7 separate regions of the Mus musculus genome follow, and all the other regions are linked to region 6. The links are chromatin contacts, called in public promoter capture Hi-C maps. All regions are on one chromosome and are shown on one strand. The core of a region is the stretch at or near the end of the contact, and the rest is flanking DNA. Distances in the headings are between cores, read along the strand shown. Region 1 holds the start of Aim2 (absent in melanoma 2). Region 2 holds the start of Efcab2 (EF-hand calcium binding domain 2). Region 3 holds the start of Ackr1 (atypical chemokine receptor 1 (Duffy blood group)). Region 4 holds the start of Ifi206 (interferon activated gene 206). Region 5 overlaps Aim2 (absent in melanoma 2). Region 6 holds the start of Exo1 (exonuclease 1). Region 7 holds the start of Cadm3 (cell adhesion molecule 3).

What was found. Promoter capture Hi-C pulls out the DNA fragments that hold promoters and counts their contacts.
Region 1: a contact with region 6 is called in a promoter capture Hi-C map of pre-B cells, with 3 times the contacts expected there. The contact joins the promoter of Aim2 here to the promoter of Exo1 in region 6. A contact is called at or near these places in 4 of 39 promoter capture datasets (the C10 cell line, hippocampal neurons, liver and 1 more).
Region 2: a promoter capture Hi-C map of pre-B cells shows a contact between it and region 6, with 5 times the contacts expected there. The contact joins the promoter of Efcab2 here to the promoter of Exo1 in region 6. A contact is called at or near these places in 2 of 39 promoter capture datasets (the C10 cell line and pre-B cells).
Region 3: a promoter capture Hi-C map of hippocampal neurons shows a contact between it and region 6, with 2.3 times the contacts expected there. The contact joins the promoter of Ackr1 here to the promoter of Exo1 in region 6. A contact is called at or near these places in 7 of 39 promoter capture datasets (the 3T3-L1 cell line, hippocampal neurons, liver and 3 more).
Region 4: a contact with region 6 is called in a promoter capture Hi-C map of hippocampal neurons, with 12 times the contacts expected there. The contact joins the promoter of Ifi206 here to the promoter of Exo1 in region 6. A contact is called at or near these places in 2 of 39 promoter capture datasets (hippocampal neurons and pre-B cells).
Region 5: a promoter capture Hi-C map of the 3T3-L1 cell line shows a contact between it and region 6, with 7 times the contacts expected there. The contact joins the enhancer-like site here to the promoter of Exo1 in region 6. A contact is called at or near these places in 5 of 39 promoter capture datasets (the 3T3-L1 cell line, hippocampal neurons, liver and 1 more), 1 of 484 Hi-C or Micro-C datasets (B cells) and 1 of 115 datasets of contacts at active chromatin or transcription factors (embryonic stem cells).
Region 7: a promoter capture Hi-C map of hippocampal neurons shows a contact between it and region 6, with 5 times the contacts expected there. The contact joins the promoter of Cadm3 here to the promoter of Exo1 in region 6. A contact is called at or near these places in 1 of 39 promoter capture datasets (hippocampal neurons) and 1 of 115 datasets of contacts at active chromatin or transcription factors (astrocytes).

Annotation. Positions count from the first base shown.
Region 1 is chr1:173,419,054-173,421,868 of GRCm38.p6, reverse strand. It overlaps Aim2 (absent in melanoma 2), which reads right to left and starts at 1,265. Exons shown (of 9, transcript NM_001013779.2): 1 at 1,183-1,265.
Region 2 is chr1:178,404,763-178,407,462 of GRCm38.p6, reverse strand. Efcab2 (EF-hand calcium binding domain 2) reads right to left here and starts at 1,445. Exons shown (of 7, transcript NM_026626.3): 1 at 1,330-1,445. The coding sequence starts at 1,360.
Region 3 is chr1:173,332,129-173,334,828 of GRCm38.p6, reverse strand. It overlaps Ackr1 (atypical chemokine receptor 1 (Duffy blood group)), which reads left to right and starts at 1,326. Exons shown (of 2, transcript NM_010045.2): 1 at 1,326-1,439; 2 at 1,900-2,700. The coding sequence starts at 1,419. It overlaps Cadm3 (cell adhesion molecule 3), which reads left to right. Exons shown (of 9, transcript NM_053199.3): 9 at 1-575.
Region 4 is chr1:173,489,959-173,492,658 of GRCm38.p6, reverse strand. It overlaps Ifi206 (interferon activated gene 206), which reads left to right and starts at 1,341. Exons shown (of 8, transcript NM_001372437.1): 1 at 1,341-1,672.
Region 5 is chr1:173,454,985-173,457,684 of GRCm38.p6, reverse strand. Aim2 (absent in melanoma 2) reads right to left here. Exons shown (of 9, transcript NM_001013779.2): 5 at 2,070-2,351. The coding sequence starts at 2,331. Among named protein-coding and RNA genes, the nearest start is that of Ifi206, 35 kb to the left of the region's middle. Within about 2 kb of position 1,319, at least 17 of the 459 cell types and tissues checked have an H3K27ac peak or open chromatin away from gene starts, as enhancers often do.
Region 6 is chr1:175,879,450-175,882,206 of GRCm38.p6, reverse strand. Exo1 (exonuclease 1) reads right to left here and starts at 1,429. Exons shown (of 15, transcript NM_012012.4): 1 at 1,351-1,429; 2 at 1,007-1,075. Gm36360 (a long non-coding RNA gene) reads left to right here and starts at 1,452. Exons shown (of 3, transcript XR_373723.2): 1 at 1,452-1,535.
Region 7 is chr1:173,366,415-173,369,114 of GRCm38.p6, reverse strand. Cadm3 (cell adhesion molecule 3) reads left to right here and starts at 1,420. Exons shown (of 9, transcript NM_053199.3): 1 at 1,420-1,702. The coding sequence starts at 1,621. It also overlaps a transcript of Aim2 not described here.

The sequences.
Region 1 (2,815 bases), core at 16-2,515, 2.5 Mb after region 6:
CCCTAAAAATATCATTAATGAATATTTAATACAGGAGAACACAGTAAACAGCTATAAGCACTTAAAGAGGCAACACAAAAATCTCTTAAAGAATTACAGGAAAAAACAATCAAACAGGTAAAGGAAATGAACAAAATCATCCAAGATCTAAAAATGGAAATAGAGACAATAAAGAAATCACAAAGGGAGACAACCCTGGAGTTAGAAAACCTACAAAAGAGATCAAGAGTCATAGATGCAAGCATCACCAACAGAATACAAGAGATAGAAGACAGAATCTCAGATGCAGAAGATACCATAGAAAATATTGACAAAACAGTCAAAGAAAATGCAAAAAGCTCTTAACCCAAAACATCCAGAAAATCCAGGACACAATGAGAAGATCAAACCTAAGGATAATAGGTATAGAAGAGAGCGAAGATTCCCAACTTAAAGGGCCAGTAAAGATTTTCAACAAAAATATAGAAGAAAACTCCCCTAACCTAAACAAAAAGATGCTCATGAACATACAAGAAGTCTACAGAACTCCAAACTGGACCGGAAAAGAAATTCCTCCTGTCATAATAATCAAAACACCAAATGCACCAAACAAAAAAAGAATATTAAAAGTGGTAAGGGAAAAAGGTCAAGTAACATAAAGTCAGACCTATCAGAATTACACCAGACTTCTCCACAGAGACTATGAAAGCCAGAAGATCCTGGGTAGATTTCATATAGACCCTAAGAGAATACACATGGCAGCCCAGGCTACTATACCCAGCAAAAATCTCAATTACCATAGATGAAGAAACCAAAATATTCCATGACATAACCAAATTTACACAATATTTTCTCATAAATCCGGCCCTACAAAGTATAATAGATGGAAAACACCAACACAAGAGGGAAACTACACCCTAGAAAAAAGCAAGAAAGTAATCTTTCAAAAAAACTAAAAGAATATAGCCACACAGATATAATTCCACCTCTAACAACAAAAATAACAGGAAGTAGCAATCACTTTTCCTTAAATATCTCTTAGCAATCACTTTTCCTTAATATCTCTTTTCAGTTCCCCGCAAAAGACAGAATTGGATATGTAAACAGGACCCAGCATTTTGCTGTATTAGTTTCTTTTCTGTTTTGATAAAATGTCATGAACATTAGCAACATAGGGGAGAAGTAGGTTTTAATTTTACTTACAGGTCCATGAGGGTGGATTTCATCACGACAAGGAAAAAACCTAGCAGCTAGTTAAGGAAGCATGGCGGCAGACAGGACAGGAAGCAGGCAGGACAGGAAGCAGGCAGGTTGTGATTCTTGCTCAGACAAAGAAACAGAGTTACAAGTGAGACCGCCTATCACCTCTCACAGGCCGCCCTCAGTGACCCACTTCCTCCAATAAGGTTTCTCCAGTAAGTTCCTCCTTGTGAAAGTCCCAAGACCTTCCGGAGCCACCAGCCGGCATATATTCAAACCTCAACAGATACCATAGGAATGATCCTTCCCCCAAATTCCAGGGATTTAACTATGGAAATGGGAAAGCAGGATCCAATTGGAACTAGACTGAAATAAACTTGCTATTACCTAATAAAGTAAAGGAAATAGAGATTAAAAGCACATATAATTTTTAAAAGATGCCATGTCACTTGAACATTTGGGATTATGGAGTAACATTATCTGCTTGGCATTTCTTTCTTTTTTTTTTTTTTTTTTTTCTATTTGATTCCGTGTCTGATTTTTTTTTAATTGTTCTTTTGTGTTACTACCATGCTGGGTTTTTTTTTCCCCACATTTTTTTTATTAGATATTTTCTTCTTAGATTAAGGTTACTTAGAATTTTGAGCTCTGATGCTTTCAAGCTAACGTTACATCACAGGCTTTCTGTCATGCCATTATTCTCACCTTTTATCGAGAAATAGCTCCCTGGCCCCTATGTTTCTTCCCCCTTCAGCTAGAAATCAAAAGCCCTCTTCTAAATATAAATTCATGTCAATAAAACACCTACAGACCAACACACCCAGAAAATCAGAGTTCCTTTTAGGCTCAGTCTGGGTCAACCCTCTGAACAATATATTCTAATTCCTGCCACGGCCAAATGCACTTTCTTTTGTAAAGGTCTCAGTTGTGGTGCAATAAAAGATAACTTCTGTTCCTCAGTCAACTGAAGGTTTAGAACCAGGCTTCCTGCAGCCTTATTCTTTTCTAGAATACAGTCAATACTAATCCCTCTTTCTAACCTCAGAAACCCAGGACTCTCTTTCCTCTTAATTTACTGATTAGCAAAATGGTCCTAAAGCTTTCTCTAGAAAACTTCTGACATATCTTACTTACCTCAGGGGATTTTCTTCTCTCCAAAGCAGCCTTAGTTCTCAACTCAGGGACTGGTGTATGTCCTGAGAGTTCAAACCATCCGCCTCACAAAGATTTTCACTATGAGTAGTAGGACATGAAAATCATGAAAATCAGGTCTTGGGAGACAGAAAGCAGAAAGTACTCTCAACTATCTTCTTTCACTTTGAAGCTTGGCTAGTCCTGGCCCTATAGCTGAGTCCTAAACCCTGATGCTGGGGCAAAATAATTATATATTAAGGCTCTGCCCAAGCAAATGCTAGTTTTCAGTTTCCTTTTTACAAGCCTCAGCAGAGTTTCTCCTCCAGCTGTGAGGTCTCAACCAGAGGTATTTTAGATATAGGGAACTCCACAAAAGTTATTTCCTGCTTTACCAGGGAGTTCATAGCCTAAGGGACAAGCCCAGCCCAATGCACACCACCCACTCACTTACTGGTGGTTGGTTTTCTTTGATTTCAACATCAACACACAAAAAAGGGTGGGC
Region 2 (2,700 bases), core at 196-2,695, 2.5 Mb before region 6:
GTGTGCACCACCACCCCCGACTCACCTAAAACATTTTTTATACAACATATTTTGATCATATTCTTTCCCTTCCCCCAACACCTCACCGACACTCCCTGCCCTCTAACTTCATATTCTTTGTAAAAACAACAACAAAAAAGTAGAATAAAACCTTCCATTTCTAAAATAGCACCACAAAAATCTTGATACCTTAGTAGAGTTAAAACTCTATACTACAATGCCGACTTCTGAGATTAATTTTACCATCTATAAATCACAGGTCATCAATAAGATCTCTAGCTGCCAGGAGTGGTGGCGCACGCCTTTAATCCCAGCACTCCGGAGGCAGAAGCAGGCGGATTTCTGAGTTCGAGGCCAGCCAGGTCTACAAAGTGAGTTCCAGGACAGCCAAAACCAAAAAAAAAAAAAAAAAAAAAATCTAGGGTCTCAAGTTTCCCTGCTGGGTTCCTGTAATCACCATGACAATGGACTAAACAACTCGTGTAAATATTAGTTGTTAACCTAACTACTGTGTTCCAAACCAGAGGGTGGGGGTGGGGGTGGGGGAATACAAGAGGGAGGGGAGAGAGTCAGCAAAGATGGAGTGTTACTTTCACTTTTTTTGCAATGTTTGCCATTTACTATTTTAGGGCTTGCTTGACTATTTATTTAGCGGTGATGTTGTCAATTTATCACGTAATGGCTGTTGAGTCACAGATCCGATTTTAAGTCATTCGGCTGGGTTAGCAACAATTCAAAAGGTCTTGCAGTTCAACATGAAACATTAGTTTTTCGGGTCCCCTGAGGCCTCTCGGGTACCCGGCCGGTCTGGGCGGCCCGACAAGTCCCGGCTGGGTTTTCTTTAAAGTGATTAAAGTGCGTGTTCCTTATGCAAGGCTCTAGCGCGACCCGGGCCGCTAGGGCCCAGTCTGACCTGGAGGCTGCGCTCCGCCTGGCGGAGGAGGAGGCAAAATGGAGGCGGCTGGGGCCGGGTTGGGCCGGGCTGGGCGGGGTTTCGGCACAGCCGCAGAGGATCCCGCCAGGTTCTAGTCGCAGCTCCAGTCCTCCATGAGGCCGCCCTCCGGGTTACCCACAGCCCACCCAGACCGCGGCTGGCGCCCTCACGGGGAGGGGAGGTGCCAGGGACAAGGACGCCATTATGAACCTCCCCGGCGGGGGCTACAACAGCCCGCGCAGACCTCTCGAGGGGACGGGAGGGCGGACGGTGGGGACGCGGGCTGGCGCCGCTTTTCAGCCCACTGTCGCCACGCCGAGGGGCTCAAGATGTTGGCCGGGGGGCGCTTCCTCAGGCGCAGAGGCGACGTCGTGGCACCCCAGGCAGGGTCCTACCTGTCCCTTCCGCGTCCCTTTCCTCCGCCATCTTGGTGCGGAGCCGGTCGCCCGGGAGACATCCAGCACGAACCCTGCGGGACCCCGCGGGCGGAGAAAGCCCCTGGATGCACGGTGGCCCCCCGATCCCCGCCCCCACCAGAACCGAGGCCCGCGTTCTTTGGGCCTAGGGGCGTCATTTATTAACAAGGCTCCGGAACCCGCCTGGGCCTGATTGTGACTGTCAAGGACGTAGTGTGCCTTGCTTATTTCTTTATTCATTTCTTTAATTACTTATTTTATTCAGCTTTTTTTTTTCCCGGCCGTCTCAGGTGCGCCCCAGAACCGGGCGCAGACCTGGCGGCCCCTTACACGGTCCCTCCCCGAAAAGCGTCCGCCCACCCCAACCCCACCCGAGCCAGGCCTTGTGGCTCTCTGGCGTCACCCTCTCCTGAGCGGAGCCACTCTGCCAGTCACGGAACTGGAGCGAAAACGGACATGGGCCAGTGCAGGAGGAAGCCCAGCCTTTCCCCGGGATCGCAGAGAGAGAGAGAGAGAGAGAGAGAGAGAGAGAGAGAGAGAGAGAGAGAGAGGACTTGCTGTAGAAAAACATGTGCAAAATAGGCGCAAACACTGCGTCGCCAAGGCTGCAATTTCTGATACAAAATAGTGTTCTCATAGCAACAAATAAATTGACGGTCTGTTCTCAGGGATACACACATTTTGTATGTTGATGGTGCAATTTGGCATGACCTTCCGATGAGAATTTTGAGTACTGAGAAACTTGGCTATCGCGTGTTTTGTTATTTGATGGATAAGCTCAGAATACTAAGATTCTCCCTTAAATGAAACCCCCCCAAAACAAACAAACAAACAAACAAACAAAAAAAACCCAACAGTTTTGAAATGTCTAACAATGTGACTCAAATTAATATCTAGTTTTAATCTTTAATGATAATTTCATGGTATATGTGTACTTATTTAAATATTTTTGTAAAAGTAACTAAATGTAGAGGCCTTTGTTTTGTCTTGATTTTTCTTTAATATAGTTATTTATTCACTTTACATCTCAGTATTTTATTTTTTATTATTAGTTTTTATTCATCGAAGTTCTGTAATCTCAGTGAATGAACCCTCAAAGCAGGCCAACTGTACTCTTCATTAAAATATTTTTTTCTATAGGCAATAAAGATTTGATGAAGTGTCTAACTACAATTTGAATAATCAGAAAATGGTGCATATCAAGCAAATTTCCCCAGCACTCAGGAGGCAGAGGCAGGCAGATTTCTGAGTTCGAGGCCAGCCTGGTCTACAGAGTGAGTTCCAGGACAGCCAGGGCTACACAGAGAAACCCTGTCTCAAAAAAACAAAAACAAAAACAAAAACAAAACA
Region 3 (2,700 bases), core at 77-2,576, 2.5 Mb after region 6:
TCTCACTGCTGGCTGGGCTGCATGTAAATAAGGGCTGTCCTCATGTCCCGGGCACCTGGCACTCAAAGGGAACTGCATCCTTGCCATGCTGCTCTGTGGAGCATCTGTATGTGGAATCGAGGGACAGAGAGTGTCTGAGTCCTTTGCTTTCCAGAGAATATTTGCATTTAAAGCATGCCACCCGACTGCTACCCCGTTACCCTCTGTCCAGCAATGCTGGCCGCCTCTGTGATGGAGGTAAAGACCTGAGCAACGCTATGCGGGAAGGAAAGCTTCACCCATTTTTTTTTCTTTTTTTGCCAAACTCTCTTTTTAGCTCCCTCCTGATACACCTGAAATTTGACCTGGGTACTCATCCGAGAGGGTTAATGGGAACCCACATATTGAACATGTATCCTGTATTTCTCCTGGCCAGAGAAATAACAATTCTACCTCCCATCAGAAACTTTACCTATTGCCGAGATGCCAAACCAATGAAGCATTCTCACAGTCTGTATGTTTCACAACAGAATATGAATAGAGATTACCCAATAGGCTATAGTCTCACATTAAAGTATGCTATCCCATGGTCCCACAGAGCCTATTTTGATGTGTCAGACCATGTGTTCCTCTTGGTGTGAGAGATGCATTCATTGAGTCCATAGGTGGTAAGGCAAATGCCCAATTGCTCCCTGAAGGAGAGTCTTTACAGAGCCTTGACAGGCCTCCAGTCTCCAGTCCCTCATACACTCTAGCACCCATAGCTCTAGATAACAATGCCCACACCCAAGCACCACCCAGCACCTAGCACTCAGATGGGGGCACACTGATACCCAACACAGACACACAGATAAATATGTGCATTCCTCTACTCGTGCTGCCACGCACAAAAGGCCTCCAACTGAAGGCCTACTCTGTCTGGATAGAGCCAACCCCAAATACCATTAGCCCACCTTCCCCCCAAACAGGGGATCTTTTGAACTCTTTCTTTGGATCTCATTCAAAGAAAGAGAGAACAGAGAGAGTCATCAGACGCCTGGTCACTCCACCTTCCCAGTGCGGCTCTTATCTCTGCTTCACCAGTCACCCCTGGCCCCTCATCCTTCCTTTGCTGGAAAGATCCCCTTGTCACCTTTGGGAAAATTCCCCCTTTGTGGACCTCACCGTGTTCGTTTCCTGAGGTCATTCTGATCAGGCAAATCCAACTTCAAAACAGGAAGCCCCAGGATGGTGCCCGATGCTAGCCCAAGGTTTAAGAAGCCTGTGGGTGTGAGGTTGAGCTTCCTGAGTGTGACTCTGAATATATATATATATACACACACACACCCTGGCTCTGCCTAGAACCCGAGAGAAGTCATTAGCCCTGGGCACTTATCTTGGAGCCACAGCTGCTGACAGAGTCCAGGCCCTGTACTTCTCTGCCCTGAGCCTGCAGTGCCATGGGGAACTGTCTGTATCCGGTGAGTGTGGGGACCATGTTCCATAACCCTTGCCTCTGTCCTACTGCTTCTTCTACTTTCTTCTCAGGATTTTCAACTTTTCTTTTCTCATAATCTCTCATGCCCTTTTCTTTGTTCTCAGTTTCAAAAAAATCCTTTCCCTTTCTTTCCTATTTCCCATTCTCACTCTATTTCTCCTCTCTCCATCTTTCAGGCAGTCCCAGTAGGTCTGTCCCCACCTTCCCTCCATCTATCTGCTCTCTTAGATCTCTACACAACTTGGACCAGGTTTCTCTGTGGCTCCGTCCATTCAGGCTCCTCCTCAGCTTCCCTGTTCACCATGCTCTCTGCACCTATGACCTGCCGGGAGATCCCCTTTTCTCCAAACCCAAATGCCCCTTCTATCTAGCCCTGCACATACCCCAGCCTCTTTATTGAGGTGCTAGATGCCCTGACTGTCCTTTCTGGGTGTACTTTGTAGGTGGAAAACCTTTCACTAGACAAGAATGGAACTCAGTTTACTTTCGACAGCTGGAATTATTCGTTTGAAGATAACTACTCCTATGAACTCTCGAGTGACTACAGCCTGACACCAGCTGCTCCCTGCTACTCCTGTAATCTGCTTGGCAGGTCTTCCCTTCCCTTCTTCATGCTCACCAGTGTCCTGGGCATGCTGGCAAGTGGCGGCATCCTCTTCGCGATTCTCAGACCTTTCTTCCACTGGCAGATTTGCCCCAGCTGGCCCATTCTGGCAGAGTTAGCAGTGGGCAGTGCCCTGTTCAGCATTGCAGTGCCCATCCTGGCACCAGGCTTACACAGCGCCCACAGCACAGCCCTATGCAACCTGGGCTACTGGGTATGGTATACTTCTGCTTTTGCCCAAGCTCTGTTGATAGGATGCTATGCTTGCCTGAACCCCAGACTGAATATTGGTCAACTCCGTGGCTTCACCTTGGGACTCAGTGTGGGACTTTGGGGAGCAGCTGCCCTCTTAGGGCTGCCAGTCGCCCTGGCCAGTGATGCTTACAATGGCTTCTGCGCCTTTCCATCCTCCAGAGACATGGAAGCTTTGAAGTACATGCATTATGCCATCTGTTTTACCATCTTCACTGTATTGCCACCGACTCTTTTGGCAGCCAAGGGGCTGAAGATAGCACTGAGCAAGGGGCCTGGCCCCTGGGTTAGTGTCTTGTGGATCTGGTTCATTTTCTGGTGGCCTCATGGGATGGTTCTCATATTTGATGCTTTGGTGAGGTCCAAAATTGTTCTTCTGTATACATGC
Region 4 (2,700 bases), core at 92-2,591, 2.4 Mb after region 6:
ATGTCCCATTTATCAATCCTTGATCTTAGAGCATGAACCATTAGAGTTCTGTTTAGGAAATTTCCCCCTGTGCCAATGAGTTCAAGGCTCTTTCCCATTATCTCTTCCATTAGATTCAGTGTATCTGATTTTATTTTGAGGTCCTTGATCTAATTAGACTTGAGCTTTGTGCAAGGTGATAAATATGGGTCTATTTTCATTCTTCAACATACAGACAGCCAGTTAGACTAACACCCTTTTTTGAAATGCTTTCTTTTTTCCATTGTATAGTTTTGGCTTGTCAAGATCAAGTGATGGGAAGTGTGTGGTTTTATTTCTGGGTCTTCATTTCTATTCCATTGATCAACATGTCTGTCTCTGTACCAATACCATGCAAGTTGAATCACTATTGCTCTGTAGGAAAGCTTGAGGTCAGGGATGGTGATTTCCCCCAACTGTTCTGCTATCAAAGGCAGAGACATCCAAAAGTTGCCCAAGACTAGCAGTTGGAAAGCATTTTAACTCCCATCATTTTCATCCAGGTGACTGGTTACCTAGCTATGGCATTATCCTCTTTTGCAGACCAGCTGGCAGGCTCTCATACCATTATCTGCTACTTGATACCATTTGTTCCATGTTTCAGGATTACATCAATCCTTAATCCTTGAATTCTCCATGCCAGAAAAGTGCAGCAGGACAAGCATTATTTCAGTCCATAATCTCAATCAAAGCTCGAGGTTTCCCACTGACTCCCAGGCCCCAGGTTTCCCTGTGCTTACCAGTGAATAATGTAGAGACACTGAGGAAGCATTAACTTCACCATTGAAGGAGGACAGCTTAGTTCTATAATCAAGAGGGAGGTGGATAATGCCAAATGCCTTTCTAGCTATTTGAGGTTGCAGCTTGGAGTTGTGTGTTTGTAACATTATGCTGTGGCAAGTCTAGGTCTTGGGAGCTACTAATGGATGCATAGATGCTACAGGAATGACTTAAACCAGGAGTTGTTTCATCTCAGATTTTCCTTGAAACTCATTCACATGCAGCTGGCAACTGACACAGCAAAGATCTCCTGACACTGAGTCTGAGCAGAAAAGAAAGAAGAGACTGGGTGACTTGGCTTTTTTTGGTCTAAGTTTTCACCTTCATTCAAAGGAATGAAGGTTCCTAGGGATCCTTTTGCAAGCCTGTAGGACATGAGGATTATAAATCTAAATCTTGTACCTATGAAGATTTGCAAGAAACATCCTGAGTGTAACTAGCTCTCTTTGACTTTTTTGGTAATTGTTTACAGGAAGGAAACTCTTGAGTTTCTGTCTCTGAGGAAATCGAAAGCTATGAACCTTGTCCACTCCCCACAAAGTAGCACAGGATGAGAAACCCAGTTCCCCTCAGTCTGAGCAGCTGAGCAGTGACTCTACCCAGTGTCAGCTTTCCATCTCTCTCTGAAAACACTTCATTGTCTCAGAATTTCAGGAGATTACAAAATCCTCTGGTTCTCTTTCTGAGAGATTTACTGTTTACTCTTCATACACACACTCACACACAGACTCACACACACACACACACACACTCTCTCTCTCTCTCTCTCTCTCTCTCTCTCTCTCTCTCTCTCTCACTCACTCACTCACTTGCTCACTCACTCACTGCTTCCTGCCCTGCAAAACTGGATACCACTGAAGAATTTTCTGAAGAGGTGAGTCCTCCCCCTGCTTTCTCTGTGAATGCACACGACTACAGGTGAAATCCTTGTCGATCTTTAGGTTGAGAGAGAAGGAAGCCAAGCTGGTGGCTGCTACACTGAGCAGTGAATCTGCACTATCTGGATTCAGGTCCTTGGCTCATAATGATGCTAGGCATCCTGATTCCTCCACCAGTAAGACTGACCCAAAAAGGGGCATATTTCAGATTATAAAATACACGTTTTTTAGGTAAGTCTGGATAAGTGAATAAGAAGAGTGCTTTAGTTTTCTTGGCTGGAGAATGCTTAGAACCTGGTGGTTGTAGTGAGTGGCTGGGCAACAGACAAGTTTGTGACAGGAAAAATTGCCATGAAGCAATAATACTGAAAAAATGCATCTAGCCCTCAGGCTGCATTATCTATTATTGCAACCATACACAACCTGGGCACCAATGGGCATATGTAGTCAAAGATATCCCAGATTCATTATGATTGCAAACCTGTGGTTTTATTGACTTAAGAAGCACATTAAATGGTCTTCATTCACTTGTGCATCAAGTGAATAAAGTAATATTGTAGACATTGTTAGTCTGTATCATCCTGAAAGTTAATTGCTTTGGGTTTTTGTCTTTTTAGTTTTCTTTGATTTTGTTTTCTGGTGGTAAGACTTAGAAAAGAGTTGGAGGTTCATCGGAACTAGATGTATACTTCATACTTTTAGACTCTTCTGCAGTCCCTCTGTGCACTATGGTTGATCTATCACTTATTAGGTGTATTAATTATGCTGCCCAGACTTTCTAAAATTTTACAAAAGTTATGACCCTGTTCATTTAGAAATTAAGATAAATACTCCTAAATCATGCATTAAATTTTGGTTTTTTAAGTTATTACTGGACAATTCTATTATTAAAACACTTTTCTATTTCTAGGAGGTAAACTATTGTCATTCTTTTGGTTTTCTGAGAAGAATTTTATATTTTTGGTTCTAATTAAGACAATGCTAATATAAAAAAATCTGTTCTTATTAGTTTCTATAAAAAGGA
Region 5 (2,700 bases), core at 70-2,569, 2.4 Mb after region 6:
ATGCAGCCCAATGCAAAACTATAAACTTCTTAGAATTTTTTGATCACATTTTTAACTCCATTGTGCTGTTATGGTGCATAAACTTTGGAAATGCTAGTGGCCTATGACTAATACCAAAATGACCAAATATGCTTGCAAGAAGTTCAACTGATCGTCCAATGGTTAGTGCTATGACATTTTTATTTATATTTTGGATATTTGCACATAAAAACATCCAGTCTCTGTTGACAGCACAGGAGAGGAGAAGAGAGCTAAGGGAGCCAAAGGGAATAAACATGTCACTCTGTTCTAGCCTATCAATCATACTGACCTTTTAAAAAAAATGCCATTGAGAGTGTTGTGTGGAAACATTTGGAAAAGTCATCTTCCCACTAGATACCTCTCGTTTCATTTAATAATTCAATGCACACTTTTCCTCTATCTAAGATCATTATACTTGGAGAATTTCCTTAGGTTTGCTTGGGTTTGTCATGCTTATTTAACCTCATAATTTTTCACCTGTTCTCTTGCTCAAGCCTCAACTAAAGGTCGGGACCCTGTTATCATTCTTTAATGACATCGTTTAATTTGTTCAGATACACACACATACACACACACACACACACACACACACATACACACACACACACACACACACACACACACACACACACACACACAGTTTTCATGAGGCAAGGCCACGTCATGCTGAACATTTACCAGAAGAAACACAAGGCAAAACTGCTGGGAAACAAGCCAGAGATCAATGCTCTACCGTAGCAGCCACTGGCATCACTGACACAGCTGTGGTCAAGGCAGGCTTGAAGATGACTTCAAGTAGCACTTCCAAGCTGCAAAGTGCCTAAACTGACTTCTAGATCAGCAGTCACTCCTGAGTTTTCAACCAGGTCTCAAAGTAGATCTTTTGAGCTAATCAAGCCGATAAAACCCCACCATTATTACAGAAGTAAAATAGAGGAAATTTTTTTAAGTAAGGGGGCTTTATATCATCCTATCCAGAAAAAAAAAAAAAGAAGCCATGAATAGGAATTAATTTCGGGAGTTAAAACTAAAACATGCTATCAGGCTCGCTTAGTTCAGTAGATGAACAGTAGTGACTGGAGCAATGATGTGTTCTTACTGCCACTGTGTGGTCAAATGTAAGAACTACACTTTCTGTCCAATGTCAGCTACTCTTAAACTAATCGTGATCAGGCCTTGCTCTAAGTTCCTCAAAGTCACATAGCATCTTATACCTGTATGTGATTTTTACCCTTACTTCATCACTTAGACGGCGTATAAATAACCCTCTGGAATCCAAGCCCCTGCTGCTGCATCACACACATCTCCTCGGCAAGCAGTTAACATTTTGAAGCTTCTGTATTACATAGTGTCCCCAAACCACTGCCTTTGGAATCTCTCATTTTAGGGACTCCCTTGATGAGGTATACTTTCATTGGCTCTTATTAGTCATTTGAACCCCAAGGACATCCCAGTTGTTCTTAAGGAGTAATTGGAAACTTAACGACATGGCATATAATTTGTGGAGAGTGAGAGCTGGTTTATTGAATGCAAACACGTGCTTTGTGTCCTGGAAGTTCATAATGTCGTCTATGCTAGAGATAAAGGAAGGATTAGAAACTCCATGCAGTAGAAGCGCAAAGGCTTCCTTAAAAAGGCCAACTGGGACCATGGCAGGATGGCTCAGCGCGGAGGTGGATAGTCCATGGCAAAGTTAAACAGTTCTCTGGTTTGTATGTTCAAGGCTGTGTTTTCTTCATGTCACAGCCAGGCAGGCCTTCAGCCAAGTGTGAAAACCTTAAGTACTGTGTAATGAGACCTTGGACATTAACACCGACCTGCCATTTCCGCAGTTTCTGCAAGTAGATTGGAGACAGACTCTGGTGAAGAGAGAGACAATGGTGGCAGCCCTGACTACCGGCATCAGACACGGCTAAGGAATTTGTAACATGCTGTTTAGTGACTCTGGGGGGTGAAGGGCCTGGTGATTAAGGAAATTAATTTCCTACAATACAATGTAGAAGGGTTTCATTTCTCTCATATCATTAAGGGAGGGCACTCCTACGCACCTTCTTTCTTTTTCTCTTCAAGAGCATTTGCAATATGCATATAATTCAACTTCTGGAAAATATTAATGGCCTTGGTCACTGCAGACGCCGCACCTGCACTTTGAATCAGGTGGTCAGCTAACTCTGTCCTATCTGCCACGTCGAGTGTGCTCCTGGCAATCTGAAACTCAGTCAAAGCAAAGTACTTGAACCGTTTCAGTTCTTCCTCCGTGATGTGGTCCAGGCCGGTCAACAACAGCATTTCCCGGTACTCACTCTCCATCTCACAGTCCCAGGATCAGCCTGAAAAGAAACCTCGGCCGTAAGATTACAGCACTCTATGCAAGTCTACATTCAGGACACACAAGGTAAGTGGTTAACAAGGCATACCCAAGATGACAGAGCAGGAGGAGAGCATTAGGTGAAACGTGAAAAATGAATCGCTATGCAAGATGATCAAAAAAGGATACTTTCAAAGGGCATGTGGTAACCTAGGAATTCTTAGGGTTCCTGACCCCTGCAAAGTGTAGAATATGGCACAGTGTGTATACTTCAGGCATATAACTTAAAATTTAACATACATATACATGAAATATATTTACCAGTTCATTCACTTGAGGACCATATTTTGCTGTCCCATCTCTTCAAATTC
Region 6 (2,757 bases), core at 180-2,679:
TTCCTACTCCAACTCCAGCAGCTGCTTGCCACTTCCCAATACAGTATTACCATCTAAGATCAGGTATTTGTATTAGGGAGTGTGTGCATGTAATGAGTGTGTGGGTACATCCATGCAGAGCCCAGAGCAAGGCATTGGGTGTCTTCCTCTATTGCTACCTGTCTATCACCTTGAGGCAGGGTGTTACGGAACCAACTAGGCCCAATGAGGTCTTGGGATCTGCCACCTCTGCCTCCCAATCTCTGCAGTTACCAGCAGGCTCAGGCACAGGGGGTTTTAATGGGGAGGGGGCTGGGGGGAGGATTCTAACTTAGGTCCTCATGGTTGCAAGAGCAAAGGCTATTACCCTCTGCAACTATTCTTTCTGTGTATGATGCATGCGTGATGGAGTTTGAATCGGAGGATGTGAAAGGCAGTCCACCTTGTTTGTTTGAGCTGCGTCCACCAGGCTAGTTAGGTCTTAGGCTGAGCTCTCTGGGATTTTCCACTCTTACCTTCCCCTCTCTCAGCAGTGAGGTCACAGGGACAGGCACCTGATTCAACAGACCTAAGATCATGTTCTTAAAGACTATGGGATAAGCCAGAGGTGCCCTGTTGACACCACAGGAAAGTGGCCATGCCCTTAGCTAGCAGCCCTGACACTTGAGAGATTCATTTACCTTTAAGGTCATGCCCATTAACTATGAATCCCTAAAGGGGGGCATGAACCCGTAATTTTAAACATCAGCCAATTTGGGTGCAGGTGGGTCTGTGTAAAACGAGTCCACTACGTTTAAAAGACAACGTCTCTAAAACATGATTTCGTGCATGCTGGGGGGGGGGGGGGTTGGGGTGGGGGAGGGACATAATTACATTTCGTGAAATTTCCTTAAGTTTCTTTCTTCTAGGCCAACTAAATCTCGAATAAATATTTCCTCTTTAGTATAGAAGTGACTGAGTGCCATGTGGCGCATCAACACCAGAAGGTCGCCGGTGGTACCCGAGGTAACAGCAGCAGCGGCTTCACCTTAGTCCCGTCTCCCGAACGAACAGGCATAGCACACAAGTCCATTCCAGGCGCCGTGGCTCCTCAAACCTGCACAGGAGAGAGCATATACAAAGGGAATTCATCGCTAGGTACGAGTGTTGGTAAGGACACACGTCAGCCCGCCTCTGCGGAAAGCGGGAGACCCGGAGGCCGAGGCAGTCGCCTGCAGGCGCTCCACGCTCCCGCTCACTTCCCGGAGATCCGGGTTTCGCGCCGAGGGGCAGAAGGCACGTGGATCAGAGTCATGGGGACCCCACTTTCCTCCACACGGCCCGCTGCTCCAGTGACCGCCCGGCCGCCCGCATAGGGGCTCGCTCGCTCACCTGGGGTTCAGAACGGCGGCGAGCGGCTGCTGCAAGCGCAGCCATGGACCTTTCGATTTGCGCGGGATCGGGAAGCCCCGCCCAGCGGACATGACGTCCCTGGGCGTCCTGAGCCGCAGCCTCCACCTCCCGCTTTCTATGACCCGACTTTCCTCTTAGCCGAGTCCTGAGCCCTTCCTTGCAAGGTAGGAAGTCCGCCGCCAATGGCCAATGCCATCTCGAACTCGGCGACGCTAGAAGCGAAAAGTCGGCTTGTTTGTGAGAGAAGTGGGGTGGTGGTAAGGGAGGGGGCAAGAGAAACTCTAGGCCCGGAAGTTGCGCTCTCGCCGGTGCTGCTGGGAGTTGTAGTTCTCCCTTGACCAAGCCACTGGATCCAGGTACATGCGTGCTAAAGAACTCCCAACTTGGAGTCAAACATATTTTGTTATTTTAAACCCGGAAAAGGAGCCCAGTTCATAGTTGCTTAATTCCAGGCCAACACCACAGTCTTTCGTCTCCGAAACATCCTCACCTCTATGCAAATTGAAGTTTTGTACAAAGCTTTCATGTTGCTATAGTTTGATTATAGTCTGCGCTTACCCACTTTATTCATTATATGGCTTTATCCCTGATACGAGTTGGGAAAATGTTATCCTTATAACTAAGAAACAAAATGGCCCAATGGTTCAAGTTATTAAACCCTGTATATTGTTGGTTGTATTGGGTCACATTTCCTAGTGTTATCAAGGAAAGAAAACCCCTCTAGTTTCTCTTCTTAATGGACTTTTAAAAACTTACTAATTTTAGAAGTCACACAGCCGGACTGTACATAATTTAGTCTCTTACTGTCTTTGCCCCAGCAGACTCCTCTGACTGAAGCTATCTAAGTGTGAAATTGAAAGACTCCGAGAGGAGCCCCTCGCTCAGGCCTCAGGACAATAGCGGACACCCAAGAACTCATGAGAGACCAAGCTTGATGCAAACCACATGAGGCTTTATTCGGGGAAAGCTAGAGCTCTGGGGACGACTCACATCCCACGCAGGAGTAGAGGAGTCGACCCTGAGGGGAAAGGGGTCTCAGTTTTTATAGGCCCTGGGGGGAAGGAGAAGGGGGGAGTAGGGGATTTCCAGATCTAAACAATGTCTATTCTCAAGAAATGGGTATGGGAGGGGTACAAGGAAAGAGTCTGGTGCAGGTGTAGCAACTCCGGATTGGCTGGGCTGTGGTTGCTGGGGAGATTTTCTGACTCTCCCAGCAACCAATATCACAAACACCTGGCAGTGAGGTGCAGCAGTGGGCACACACATGGGTTCAAGGAATGGTCAAAACATTGGCAGACACACAGGTTCAAGGAGTGGCCAGAGCATTGTGCACCTCTATTTTTTCTAAATCAGTGAAGCTAGTTCTGCTAACAGTGACATCAATCT
Region 7 (2,700 bases), core at 171-2,670, 2.5 Mb after region 6:
GAGCAGACCCAGACCAGCCTGCAGGGGTGCCCTGAACAGTACTCTCTCAGCCCCAGATAACTGCCTGTCACTTAGACAAGGCTTTACTGGTTACGAAATATGTTCTGCAGGCTGTCCCCAGGTTCTTAGGTGACAGAGACATTGGCTACATCACCATAAAGAGTTAAGAAGCCTTGACATAAGGAAGGAAAGATTACCCAAACATTAAATACTAGCAGAGGAAAGCAGCACAGAAAATGGACTGGAGATGTTACTAGAACCACCCACATCCCACTTGTAGAATAAAGCACTATGTACTTTTCTTTACCATTCCTAATGCTGGATCTTTTATTTCTAAGTGAATGTAAAACCTGGATTAGATCTGCTAACTTCCTTTGGGTTAGATCAGGTATACTCTAAGAATTCTTGGCATACCTAAAATTCCCTGATTTCTAAAATTTAGAAATGTATTCTCCAAAGCTAAATTTCGACCAAACGAACCCAGAAAGATCCTTTTTTTTAAACACACCAAAACTCTTTCAGAGATAACCTAGAAGAACAGCAAACACTAGGGACTCGGGACTTTTTGAATGTGAGCAAGTTGCAAACACAGTCTTTCTCATCCATCTCCTCTATAGCCTCAGGGAACAAGAGCTGCATTACTCACTGCTTCTTGGTCTGTAAGAGGGTCTGTGAGTCTGGCTTTCACCCTGGGTTCTTACTAGCTAAAAGTTGAGAAGAGCCCCTGAAAGACCGAGCAGAAAGGATATTGAGAGGCTAGTTTCAGGAAAGAGGGTCTAAGACAGAGCACGGAGGAGGAAAATACCAAGTAACTTTACAGGATACTTCCTTGTTTAGTGTCTGGAATAACGTCTTTAAAGAAGGCTTGAAGGAGATTAGGTTCGGTGGCCTCCTGGGGTCGGCTTTGCAAGGGATGTTGCCTGGAACCACAAATTGTTGCTGGACAGTTAAGAAGAGGGTCTTGAGTAAGAGAACTACGGAGGTTTATGCTTAGGAGAATGCCTTGAGTAATTAGGTACCCTGGGGAGGCATCCTTGGTCACAGTGGAGAGGGGTGTCCTAGCTTTGGGGATCCCGGTTGCCTAAGGAGAAGGCGGGGCCGGAGGACCTCAGGCAAGTGGGCACGCCCTTGCCCAGGCCTGCAGTGGACTCTGTCGCCAGCTGGCCCACCGCCCTGTCCACCTCCCCTCTCTCCACCCCAAGCATAAGAGGGGTGCGCATGGGGTCCCACTTCTGAGTCAGCTCCCTCCCTTTGCTCCACACCCGAGTGATGCTGGAGGAGCTCCCGGGGGAGAAGATGGAAGGCACCACAAAAGCGCGGAGGGGGTGTGGGAGGCGAGGGGGAGTAGGGAATGCGGCATCCAGGCCCCCCCGCCACCAGCCCAGCCCCCCGTCACCACCCCTCCACCTCCAACCGAATGGTTTGCTCCGAGCGCCCTATTTAATCCCGGCGACTGCAGCAGCGCCGGCTCCCTCCCGGTACCCGCCTCGGCCCCGGGCTTGGAAGCCGCTCCGGGGTTGCCCCTTTGGACAGCGACGCCGGCTACCCAGAACCCCCGGCCCCAGTCCCCGGAGATCTAGGCTCGCCAGCGCCCAGCCAGGGAGGTGGCCAGGAAGCGCGATGGGGGCCCCTTCCGCCCTGCCCCTGCTCCTGCTCCTCGCCTGCTCCTGGGCGCCCGGCGGGGCCAATCTTTCCCAGGACGGTGAGTGAGGGAGGGGGCGGCGCCAGGGGAGGTGGCCAGTGCCCCGAGGTGGGGGTTCAGACGGGGAGCCGGGCGCAGGGAGCCTGTTGGCTTTGTTTGGAAGCGAGGGTTCAAGTCGCCAGCCTCTTGGAATACCCTTGTGTCTGTCTCTGAGCATCGCTGTCTCTGAGGACCGTGGGGTGTGCCGGCGTGTGCACCTCCTATGTACACGACCGACTGTGTATGTCTACGTGTGCAGCAGGGATGTGGATCTCGGGGGTTGCTGTCTATTTTGAGCAACCGGGGTCTGGATGTGTTGATGTCCGTGTGTGTCTGGGTGTGCGCGTCTATGTTGGTGTCTGGGGCTGCGTTTCTGTGTCAGAGTCTGTGTGTATGTCTGTGTCAGTGTGTGTTGGGGGCGGAGTGAGATTTGTCGCTGTTTCAGTCAGGGCGTGTGTTGGGTGTTTCTGTATGTATGTCTGTAGGGGTTGGGTGGCCAGAACGATCCCCAAAACTGCTGTATGCAAACATTTCTGCTCCCCCGCGCGTCCCCCACCCGCCGCGGAGCTCTGAGTGGGCAGGCAAGGGGGCCTGGGTGAGGCTGTCGAGGGGGGCGTGGGCAAAGGAGAGGGGGCTTCTCCTTGAAGCAAAACAACAACACAGGGCGGAGGGGGCCCCACTTTGGCTCTAGTCCTAGTGGTGCTAAAATCTGGGCAAGGAAACCTATACTTGGGTGCGGGGCAGCAAACGGAGAGAGCAAGATATTTGGGGAGAAGGATCTATGGGAAAACCAAAGCTTTCCTGGGCTGAACATTAATTTCTCCAAATTTAGGGTGGGGTAGCAGACTAGCCTCTTTGCCCCAGTCTAAAACTCAACCCTTCTTAGGTTTGTAAAGGTAAAGAGGTGAAGGAAGGGAGTGGGGGGGGGGGGAATGAAGAAAGGAGGCGGGGCCAGGGGAGAGGGGACTTGGGGAAGAGCCCCTCCCGCCCCAGGCCAAGCTATGTAGGTCAGCGCTGTG